3 separate regions of the Sus scrofa genome follow, and all the other regions are linked to region 1. A link is a contact called in public promoter capture Hi-C data. All regions are on one chromosome and are shown on one strand. Each heading gives the region's core, a stretch centred on a gene start, on an enhancer-like site or on the middle of the called end of the contact. The rest is flanking DNA. Distances are from core to core; before and after follow the strand shown. Region 1 holds the start of SUMF2 (sulfatase-modifying factor 2). Region 2 holds the start of TRIM72 (tripartite motif-containing protein 72). Region 3 holds the start of LOC100626250 (cytochrome c oxidase subunit 6A2, mitochondrial).

The links. Promoter capture Hi-C pulls out the DNA fragments that hold promoters and counts their contacts.
Region 2: a contact with region 1 is called in a promoter capture Hi-C map of fetal liver, with 2.2 times the contacts expected there. The contact joins the promoter of TRIM72 here to the promoter of SUMF2 in region 1. A contact is called at or near these places in 1 of 5 promoter capture datasets (fetal liver) and 1 of 47 Hi-C or Micro-C datasets (embryonic fibroblasts).
Region 3: a contact with region 1 is called in a promoter capture Hi-C map of fetal liver, with 2.4 times the contacts expected there. The contact joins the promoter of LOC100626250 here to the promoter of SUMF2 in region 1. A contact is called at or near these places in 2 of 5 promoter capture datasets (fetal liver and liver), 1 of 47 Hi-C or Micro-C datasets (heart right ventricle) and 2 of 2 datasets of contacts at active chromatin or transcription factors (alveolar macrophages and skeletal muscle).

The regions. Positions count from the first base shown.
Region 1 is chr3:16,841,853-16,845,107 of Sscrofa11.1, reverse strand. It overlaps SUMF2 (sulfatase-modifying factor 2), which reads left to right and starts at 1,535. Exons shown (of 9, transcript XM_021086361.1): 1 at 1,535-1,688. The coding sequence starts at 1,622. It overlaps CCT6A (T-complex protein 1 subunit zeta), which reads left to right. Exons shown (of 14, transcript XM_005662018.3): 14 at 198-1,307. The coding sequence ends at 270.
Region 2 is chr3:17,296,356-17,299,610 of Sscrofa11.1, reverse strand. TRIM72 (tripartite motif-containing protein 72) reads left to right here and starts at 1,770. Exons shown (of 7, transcript XM_003124494.5): 1 at 1,770-2,016; 2 at 2,466-2,862. The coding sequence starts at 2,473.
Region 3 is chr3:17,107,096-17,110,350 of Sscrofa11.1, reverse strand. It overlaps LOC100626250 (cytochrome c oxidase subunit 6A2, mitochondrial), which reads right to left and starts at 1,728. Exons shown (of 8, transcript XM_021086396.1): 1 at 1,269-1,728. It overlaps ARMC5 (armadillo repeat-containing protein 5), which reads left to right and starts at 1,828. Exons shown (of 6, transcript XM_021086388.1): 1 at 1,828-2,480. The coding sequence starts at 2,000.

The sequences.
Region 1 (3,255 bases), core at 286-2,785:
TGGTGTGTTCTTAGTTACTTTTTTTCCATAAGAAAATGTCATCAGTCAGAGGTGTAACAACTAAGCTAGCCTTCTGTGTATGGAGGGGAAAGGGGAACCTGACTGGATATAATTTGCACAGTTTAGTTGGAGATTGAGTTGAATTAGAGTTCATGTCTCAAACCTGAGCCATTTGATTTTTTTTTCCCTCCTTTCAGCACTGTGATTGCCACCAATATTCTCCTGGTTGATGAGATCATGAGAGCTGGAATGTCTTCTCTAAAAGGTTGAATTGAAGCTTCCTTTGTATCATCTGAATCATGAAGACTGTACAGAGAGTGATCCAAAGAATATAGCTGTGGAATTTTTGTCCCAACCTTCAAAGGATTTTCTTTTCCCATATGAAAAAAGGAGAGAACACTGGCACCTATTCAAATTCTGAAGTTCTGAAATTATAATTACAGTATTTTAAAAATTGCACTGCAGTGCACACACATACAGTAGGCCATACTTACCCAATGAACAGGACATTTTGCTTTAGCTTTAGTGATATAAAAATACATGTTAACTAAGCATATGTCATCTACCTTGTTATTAAATATTCCTTGAAAAGCAAATTTTAATGGTTTAATAATTTCTGCTCATGTATGTATTTTAATTTATCTCCAGTAGTTCCTTGTCATTAAGCATTCAAGTTTTTATGCTAATATAGATAAGACTTAAGTAACTTAAGGTTTTGAAAGCATTCATGCCTGTCTTGGTATAGATTCCAGTGAATAAAACTATTGGATCAATTGGACTTTTCAAGCTTTTAAAGTAGCTTTGGAGTTCCCTGGTGGTTTAGTGGGTTAAGGATCTGGTGTCGCTGCTGAAGCACAGGTTCCATCCCCGGCAGGGGAACTTCCAAGTGCAGTAGGCACGTCCAAAAATAAGTAAATAGAAATAATGAAGTAGCTTTGCTAAAATGCTCCCCAAAAAGGTTAAGTCATAGTGGAAAGATGAGTGAACTAGAAGCAAGGAAAGGGTAAGTGCAAAGTGACAAAATAGAAAAAGCGGAAGTAAAAGCATGTCTGAAGCTGTGGTGAAGGATGAGGTGAGATGAATAGATATCGGGCTGACTATATTTTCATACCTTGGGACATACATTTATGCTAAAATAGCCATCCCAAGCCCTCTAGTGTCTTCATCCAAATTACTGTTCCCTCCTACATGTTTCCACAAAACACTGGTACATCTCTGAAGCCCTTGAAAGTGAAGTTGTATGTTGCTAAACATTGTGTGTTGAGGATTCGCAGTGAGTGTGCAATAAATGTTAAGCTGAAACCTTTGCTGTGGTCTTGCGGTGGTATTCCAGGGCGCGAAAGGGAGGGAAATCAACCCGACCCAAGGTTCACAAGACAGTGAAGGGGCTTCTAGAATGGCAGGGCCTCTCAACCGTAACCCTGAGAAAATGTCCTTGATCACCCGTCCTCGTCTCTGGCCCTACCCTCATCTGGGACCGGACTATTTTCTAGACCCGGGCGCTCAAGGGAGTAGTGCGCCTGCGCGCGCAGGGTACGGCAGCCAGCGGGGCGCGTGCGCCGCAGGGCCCGCCCAGTTCCGCGTACTCTGCGCGTGGTGATTCCGGGCTCGTGTCCTCGGCATGGGTCCTTTGCTGTCGCCGCTGCTGACCCTGCTGTCGCTCCTCTCCGGTCCTTGGCTCGAACTAGGTCAGTGTGCTGGCCTGCCCCACCGCCCTGGCGCCGTTTGGTTCGGGAAGCATTGGAAAAGGGGTGGGGCGCTTGGCCCTGGTGGGGAAAGTTCGTCCTGGCCCCTCTGTCTGCCTCCTGCACCGGTTTGCAGCTGCCGGAGGCGCGTTCTGGGGCAGCCAATTTGGCGAGGTGTTTGACAACTCATATTGTTGTATTACATTTATGTTTCATTTTTATTATTATGGAATCTTTTAAGCGTAAAAAAGTGAAAACAAAACGAGCCTTTCCACCACCCCCGCTCCCACCTACCTGTTTCACACTTTAAACGGTTGCCAATTTATGGCTTTAGTCTTGTTTCTTGTGGATGGTCCACACACATCCCCCCCCCCCCCCGCCCTTTCCCCTGGAAAATTCATTTTGGAGTGAATCGAGACGTTATATACAGTTTTATCCGAAAATACTCAGCTTGAATAGCCAAAAAGACAAGTCACAGGAAGAAAAAAAAGTATTGTTCATTTTCTCACCTAAAAAATTTAACAGTACTCCTTAATATCACTAAACATCCAGTTAGTGTTCAGATTCACGTATTGTTGTTTTTAAATTATAGTTTACGGAGTTCCCGTCGTGGCGCAGTGGTTAACGAATCCGACTAGGAACCATGAGGTTGCGGGTTCGATCCCTGCCCTTGCTCAGTGGGTTAATGATCCGGCGTTGCCGTGACCTGTGGTGTAGGTTGCAGACGCGGCTCGGATCCGGCGTTGCTTGGCTCTGGTGTAGGACAGTGGCTACAGCTCCGATTCGACCCCTAGCCTGGGAACCTCCATATGCCGCGGAAGCGGCCCAAAGAAATAGTAAAAAAAAAAAAAAAAAAAAAAAAGACAAATAAATTATAGTTTACATGTTAAGTTAGTGTCAAAATAAAGTTGATGTATTGCTGTTGTGTGTGCTTTCTTAATTCCTTTTTAATCTGAGAATTCCCTGCCTGCTCTAGTTTTTCCCCCAAAAAGAGGATGAGCTTCATTAGTGTGAGTGTGTCAGAATAAAAAGAGGGTCAAAGATAGGTTCCCGGAGAACATGAAAAGATGTGGGCTCTGCCTTTAGAGGACTTACAGTAAGTACTTGGACATCCTTAGATAGAAACCTAGCAAAGTAGTACATCAAGCCAGAGAAGTGTGGCCTTTTGGGAGTGGCAGTGACCAGGAAGTAAAGAGACCTGGGTGTAGTCCTATCTTCTGTTAACTAATTCTTTAAGTCATTTTTTCCCTTTTGGGTGGTGGTTTCCACCTGTCAGATGAGGGGGTTGAATTAAAGATCCTTTTAGTTCTATGATTTTGGGAGGTATTCAAACAGCAAGTATGAAGGAGTTCATTCAGTTATTTGAGGATAATTATTGTGCACTTGTGCTAGTTGTCAGGGTTACACTGACAAAATAGATGTGATCCTTTCTAGAGCGTATGATAGAACAGTGAAAATCAGTAGAATCAGTAAGAGTTCAAGTGAAAAGGAAGAGGCAGAGAAACAGCAGAAGTATGGGTAGAAAGTTGATAGATGTATTTCAGGGTTTAGTGTCTAGATTTTTTTTTTT
Region 2 (3,255 bases), core at 521-3,020, 450 kb before region 1:
CCAGAGAGTTGATACTGGAAAGATACTCAGTTGAGGTAAAACATGCGGGAAAATATTTAATCAAAGATCAAATCTAGGAGTTCCTGTCATGGCACAGCGAAACAAATCCGACCAGGCACCATGAGGTGCGGGTTCGATCCCTGGCCTTGCTCAGTGGGTTAAGGATCCGGCGTTGCCCTGAGCTGTGGTGTAGGTCGCACACGCAGCTTGGATCTGGTGTTGCTGTGGCTGTGGTGTAGGCCGGCAGCTACAGCTCCGATTAGACCCCTAGCCTGGGAACTTCCATGTGCCATGGGTGTGGCCCTAAGGAGCAAAAAAAAGAAAAAAAAAATCTAAATTCATATCAGGGATGGAGTTCCCATTGTGGTGAAACAGGATCAGTTGGTCGCAGCTTTGACCCCTGGCCAGGCACCGTAGGTTAAGGATCTGGCTTTGCCACAGCTGTGAACATGGTTTTATGTGTAACTAGTTTGCAAGAAGGTCAAATTCTATGTGAGACTCAGCTCCTAAGATTTTTCGAATAACCAGGAGAATTAAATCTGTAGTTCATTTATATAGTTAATTGCCGTGATCCAAAAGAGTAATTAAACTTCTCTTATCTCTTCCTGAGAGGCCTAAGTGAGTATAGCCTGAACGAAGTTCCTAGGTCAAGCCCCCAAGGTGCCAGGAAGCCCGGAGCAGCCTCCTAAGCAGGCCAGCATGCAACATGCAGGAACTTTGAGCATTCAAGAAGGAATGAGCCCTAGAACTCGGAGACAAATCATAAAAGTGGAGGCTAGGACCCATCTGGCTCCTGGCGAGATTTATTTACTTCCCCAAATGCTGGAGTAAGAAGACCTTGGAGTTGCCATTGTGGCTCAATGGTAATGAACCTGACTGGTATCCATGAGGGTTGCAGGTTCGATCCCTGGCCTCAGTGGGTTAAGTATCTGGTGTTGACCTGAGCTCAGGATACCAGTCAGGTGCTAAACATTATGGAGAAAAAGAAAGCGGGATAGAGGTGTGAGATTTCAAATCAGGGAGTTAGGAAAAGCCTTGCTGAGAAAAGTGACATGGGGTGGAGATCTGAGGGAGGAAAGGGAGCAGGCACACAAGGTACAAGTTCCAGGCAGAGGGGACCGAAGGTGCCAAAAGCCAAGGCCGGAGTGGGGGGATGGGAGGTGAAGGAGTGAATGGAGTATGAGGACTTTTGGTTTTTTGTTTGTTTGTTTTTTTCTTTTCTTTTTCTTTTTTTTTTTTTTTTTTGCCATTTCTTAGGCTGCTCATGTGGCATATGGAGGTTCCCAGGCTAGGGGTTGAATCAGAACTGTAGCCACCAGCCTACACCACAGCCACAGCAACTCGGGATCTGAGCTGCATCTGCGACCTGCACCACAGCTCACGGGAACACCAGATCCTGAACCCACTGAGCAAGGCCAGGGATTGAACCTGTGTCCTCATGTATACTAGTTGGGTTCATTATGCTGAACTACGATGGGAATTCCTTGGAGAGCCTTAAGCTTGGGGAATATGTGGGTGACAAGGTGGGGAAGGGGCCAGAGGCAGGGACGGGAGTGTGGGGGAGAACTGAGAGTGAGGAGGTGGAAGAGAAAGGGGAGACGCCTTCCAATCTTGTTTCTGCCTTTTCCCTGTCTGTCTGCTGGCTCTGAGCTCTGGCTCCAGGCTGGGCAGGGGAAAGGGTAGCGGGATGGGCCAGGACAGGTGGCCTTGACATGTGATGCTTGTCGGATGACTGCTCAGTCTTCGCTTTTAGACTGGTTTTAGAAGGGTTTCCAGAAGTGATGGCAGGGGATGGGCAGGGCAGCTAAATATAGTCCTGGGGCCAGGGCTTGTGGGAGGGCCTGTCTACTACTCACTGTGTGCCCATCACCCGTGGTGTCCCTTGTCCTGGCTCTGAGCTTGCTGCTTGCCTCTCGTCTGTCTTCAGATACAGTTCTGACCACCCCCTGCGGTTTGGCCTGACCTTGACTGGGCCTTTGGGGAGTCTCTTTTTGCCCAGCGTCTCCAACCAGACCTGTGAGTCCTGTGGGTCCTGTGGGCCTAGGAATGGGTGGCGGGGGGTGGGGGTGGGGGGTGGGGTGGGGGACGGGAGGGCTTCAGGTCCTGGAGAAGTGAGACGGAGGTAGGGGATAGAGGCCCTGGAGAATCTGGGGTTGGGGCTCAGGCCTGGGGCTAGCTCAGGAGAAGGACAGGTGAAACCATTTGCGACCCAGCCTTGGGTTTAGGAATTGGGCTTGGGACCAGGCCCCTGAGAGGGGCTATTTGGGGGGCTCCGACTGAGAACGGCAGTTGAGGCTGCCTGTGGGACAGAGAGAGTCCCCTACCCCCTTTGGCCAGAACTGGAGTTTCTTCCTGTGTGATATGAGAGGCCTTTATAGGCAGGGTCTCCTCCCTGCCGGGCTGGGCCAGGCAGGGCCGGATCGAGGCCCCCCTTAGCCTCCCTGACTGGCCTCTCCTCTCCCCAGGCCTGCCATGTCAGCTGCGCCCGGCCTCCTGCACCAGGAGCTGTCCTGTCCGCTGTGCCTGCAGCTGTTCGATGCGCCGGTGACGGCTGAGTGCGGCCACAGCTTCTGCCGCGCCTGCCTGGGCCGCGTGGCAGGGGAGCCAGCCGCGGATGGCACGGTGCTCTGCCCCAGCTGCCAGGTACCCACGCGGCCGCAGGCGCTCAGCACCAACCAGCAGCTGGCGCGCCTGGTGGAGGGGCTGGCGCAGGTGCCGCAGGGCCACTGCGAGGAGCACCTAGACCCGCTCAGCATCTACTGCGAGCAGGACCGCGTGCTCGTGTGCGGCGTCTGCGCCTCGCTGGGTTCGCACCGCGGCCACCGCCTGCTGCCCGCCGCCGAAGCCCATGCGCGCCTTAAGGTGCGGGTCCTGGAGGGTGGGTTTGGGTGGGATCGCTGGAACGGTCGGGGCCGATCCTGGGCCCGGCTGATCTGGAGGTCGCTGCCACCACTTGGCCTCTGAACTTCAGGGCCCAGAGCGCCTGGAGTTGTGGGGGACGCGGGCGGGGCGGCTAGGGGAAGGGGACCTGGGGAGCTGAAGGCGGGGCCTGAAGGAGAACTCAGCCTTGAAGAGATTGGAGACAGGCCTTAGAGGGGCAGGTGCGGTCGCTGGAGCACGCCCGGAGATGCGGGGGCACAACTGCAGAGCAGGACTGTGGAGGACTGAGCCGGTGCCTGCGCATGCTCGGCTGCAGGGCTCAGGCCCAGATAAGAGGGGCGGGGCTGCCTGGGGCTCCCCAACTCCCCGCTCCTG
Region 3 (3,255 bases), core at 479-2,978, 270 kb before region 1:
GAATGCTGGGGACGCAGTAGGGACAATGCAGAGTCCCAGTCCTCCTGGAGTATGTCTAGGGAAGGGAGGGACTTTGGCTTGGGTGGGGGTGGAGGGATGGGGTGCTGTTCTGGCATCCCCAGCGCCCCTCCCAAATCACCAGCCACAGCTGAGCTTCCCATTGGGCAGGAATCCAACTGCCAGACCATGGACACATGCACTGCACAGCACCAGCCTCTTTGTGGCCCACCAGGCTCAGAGGAGGAACCTGAGTCCCAGAACTGGATGAGATCAGAGGTAGAACGAGGAGTTCCCTCTGTGGCGCAACAAGATGGGTGGTATCTGCAGCACCAAGACTCAGGTTGGATTCCTGGCCTGACACAGTGGGTTAAAGGATCTGGCGTTGCTGCAGCTGCAGCGTGGTCAAAACTATGGGTCAGATCTGATCCCTGGCCCAGGAACTCCATATGCTATGGGGCAGCCAAAAAAGAAAGAAAAAAAAAAAAAAAACGAAAGGAAAAAAGAGAACGGGATGGAGTCCAAGCTCATGTACATAACTAGGCAAAAGAAGGGCCAGGAATTGTTGCTGACTCCCCCTCCTCCCAGCGCACCCAGGCCGCAGTGTTTAAAGAGTGCTTCCACACTTGCTAGTGCCTCAACTGATAGGTTCCCAGGGGGATGGTGGACTTGAAACACGGGTCAATGACATTAGAAAGTCGCTGACCAAGAATCAACCACCCTGTCTGCTAAGTCAATCAACTACCCCGCCCGATTAACCACCCTGCCTGCTTAAGTCAATCCCTGCCCAAGGCAGGGTGGTTACAGCACTTATCCGGACAGGAGAAATGGAGAGGGAAAGCTATCGTCCTTTGCCACCCTCCTCCCTCGCACATTGTTCCCTCCACGTTTTGCTGGCAACCAGCCTTTTATAACTAGATCTCCACGGAATTCCCATAGTGGCCGGTAGTAACGAACCGACATAGTGTCTATGAGGATGCTGATTAGATCCCAGGCCTTGCTGAGTGGGTTAAGGATCCCGACCTGCCGAGAGCTGTGATGTAGGTCGCAGACGCAGTTTTGATCCCGCTTGCTGTGGTTGTGGTGTAGGCCAGCAGCTGCAGTTCCAGCTCCAATTGGACCCCTAGCCTGGGAATTTCTATATGCCGAGGGTGCGGCCCTAAAAGGGGTGGGGGTGGGGAAGAACAACTCCTCACAATCGCTGCTGATGCCATCCTGAGCTCGGCCCATCTATTTGGGATGCCTTAATAAATCACTCCTGCTTTACTGACTTGGCCTTGGCCGGTCCTCGCCCAGCAAACCTCAAGCACAAGAGGTGAAGACACTCAGGACCCAGGAATCCAGCACCGGAAACGGAAAGGTCCACTAGCTCCTGCCGCTCTAGGAAGTGGCAGCGAACGGTATCGATAGCTTTAACCCTCTTGTTCACTTGACGGAGCAAATGCTCCCATCTGTAGCCGCTGTGAGGAATGTGACACCTTCTGCTTGGCTCGGGTTCTGAGCTCATCAACGCGGACTTCGGTGCCCCGGCCACCGCTGGAGGGGCGGGGAGGACGGCAAAGCGAGCCTGAAGGAAAAGGCTGTCGCTGGGGACACTCTGGGGGCGGAGTAGCCAAGTCACCTGGAGCAGTACAGTACTGAGACTCCGTAGTCGGATATCTGGGTTCTCCAGAGACACTGACCCATTCGAGTACCGGGAGAGTTGCCTACTATCCTACGCGGGGCATGTTACGCTTGGCGCGGACTACGTATCCAAGCATGCGCCGCACACGCCTCTTAGGCACGCACAGCGATTAGATAACCACCACTCTCGTCGAGCCTTCTGCGACTGTGCAGGTCAGAGCACCAAGGATCGGGAACTACAACTTCCGACTGGCATAATTACTGCGGCGGCGCTATTTAAAAAGCGTCAGAGAGGAGGTGCCTGGCCACGCCCCTCCTTCCAGTTCCGCTCTCTTGGATGCGCTGCGAAGGGGGGGCGGAGCCTTAAGCCTGAGCCAAGATGGCGGCCGCGAAGCCAACCCCCACGGACTCGCTCTCGTTCTGCCTCGCGCAGCTCACGGCGGCGGCCGGGGAGGGTCTAGGTGGGGGAAAGGACACAGCTACCAACGAGACACCCTTGGGCCGCGCGCTCTTAGCCCTCCGCACGCGCCACGTCAAGGCAGCGGGGGGAATCGAGCGCTTCCGGGCACGCGGCGGGCTCCGCCCCCTTCTCGCTCTGCTACGGCGAGCGGCTGCAGCGGGTCCCGCCCTGTCCCAGGCTGGCTCAGGCTCCACCCCCTCTTCGGTCGAGTCAGCGGCTTCTTCTGGCCCCGCCCCCTCGCCGGGCCCCGCCCCCTCCGCAGCTTCGTCATCACCGACGCCCTCTCCGCCAGCGCGCCTGCGCAAGACGCTGGACTTAGCGCTCAGCATCCTAGCCAACTGCTGTACGGAAGGGGCGTGCCGGGCTGAAGTGCGCAGACTCGGAGGCATACTCCCATTGGGTAAGTGCTCCGCCCTCATTTCCTAGGATTCCACCCGAACTTGTGTCCTATTCTGGGCGTGGGCAGAGTCTTTGAGTTCTGTGTGTGGTAGCCTGGAAGACTGCGCTTTATGACGGCACAGCGCCCCCCCGCTCTTTAGCTGTCATGACCCGTGATGTCACTGCTCTCTATAAATTAGACCCTAGCCCTCCTAGATCAGATAATTACAAGCAGTTACTTACTGGCTGTGGAGCACCACTCTCGCCTCTGGGCTGGTGGAGGCCAAAGGATTATGTAGTGACTCTTTCAAATGATTCTTACTCTCCACTTAAGGCCTTGTGTCTGGCCTTGTGCAGGAGCAAGTCCCATTTGATGAACTGGTGGTCAGAAAGTGTGCTCTGCGGTCAGCTAGACTCATCCGAGGCTAGGATGGTAAAATGGTGTAATAATAGTTACTTCAAAAAATTGGAATAGGGAGTTCCCTTCGTGCTTCAGCGGTTAACGAATCCGACTAGGATCCACGAGGATGCAGGTTCGATCCCTGGCTTGCTCAGTGGATTAAGGATCCCACGTTGCTATGAGCTGTGGTGTAGATCGTAGGTGCGGTTCTGATCTCCCCTTACTCTGGCTCTGGTGTAGGCCGGCGGCTGTAGGTCTGATTAGACCCCTAGCCTGGGAATTTCCATATTCTGTGGGTGTTCAGCTCTAAGAAGCCAAAAGAAAAAAGAAAAAAAGGAATAGAGAGACGTCCCTGGTGGCTCAATGTGTTAAAGATCTGGCATTGTCACTGCTGTGG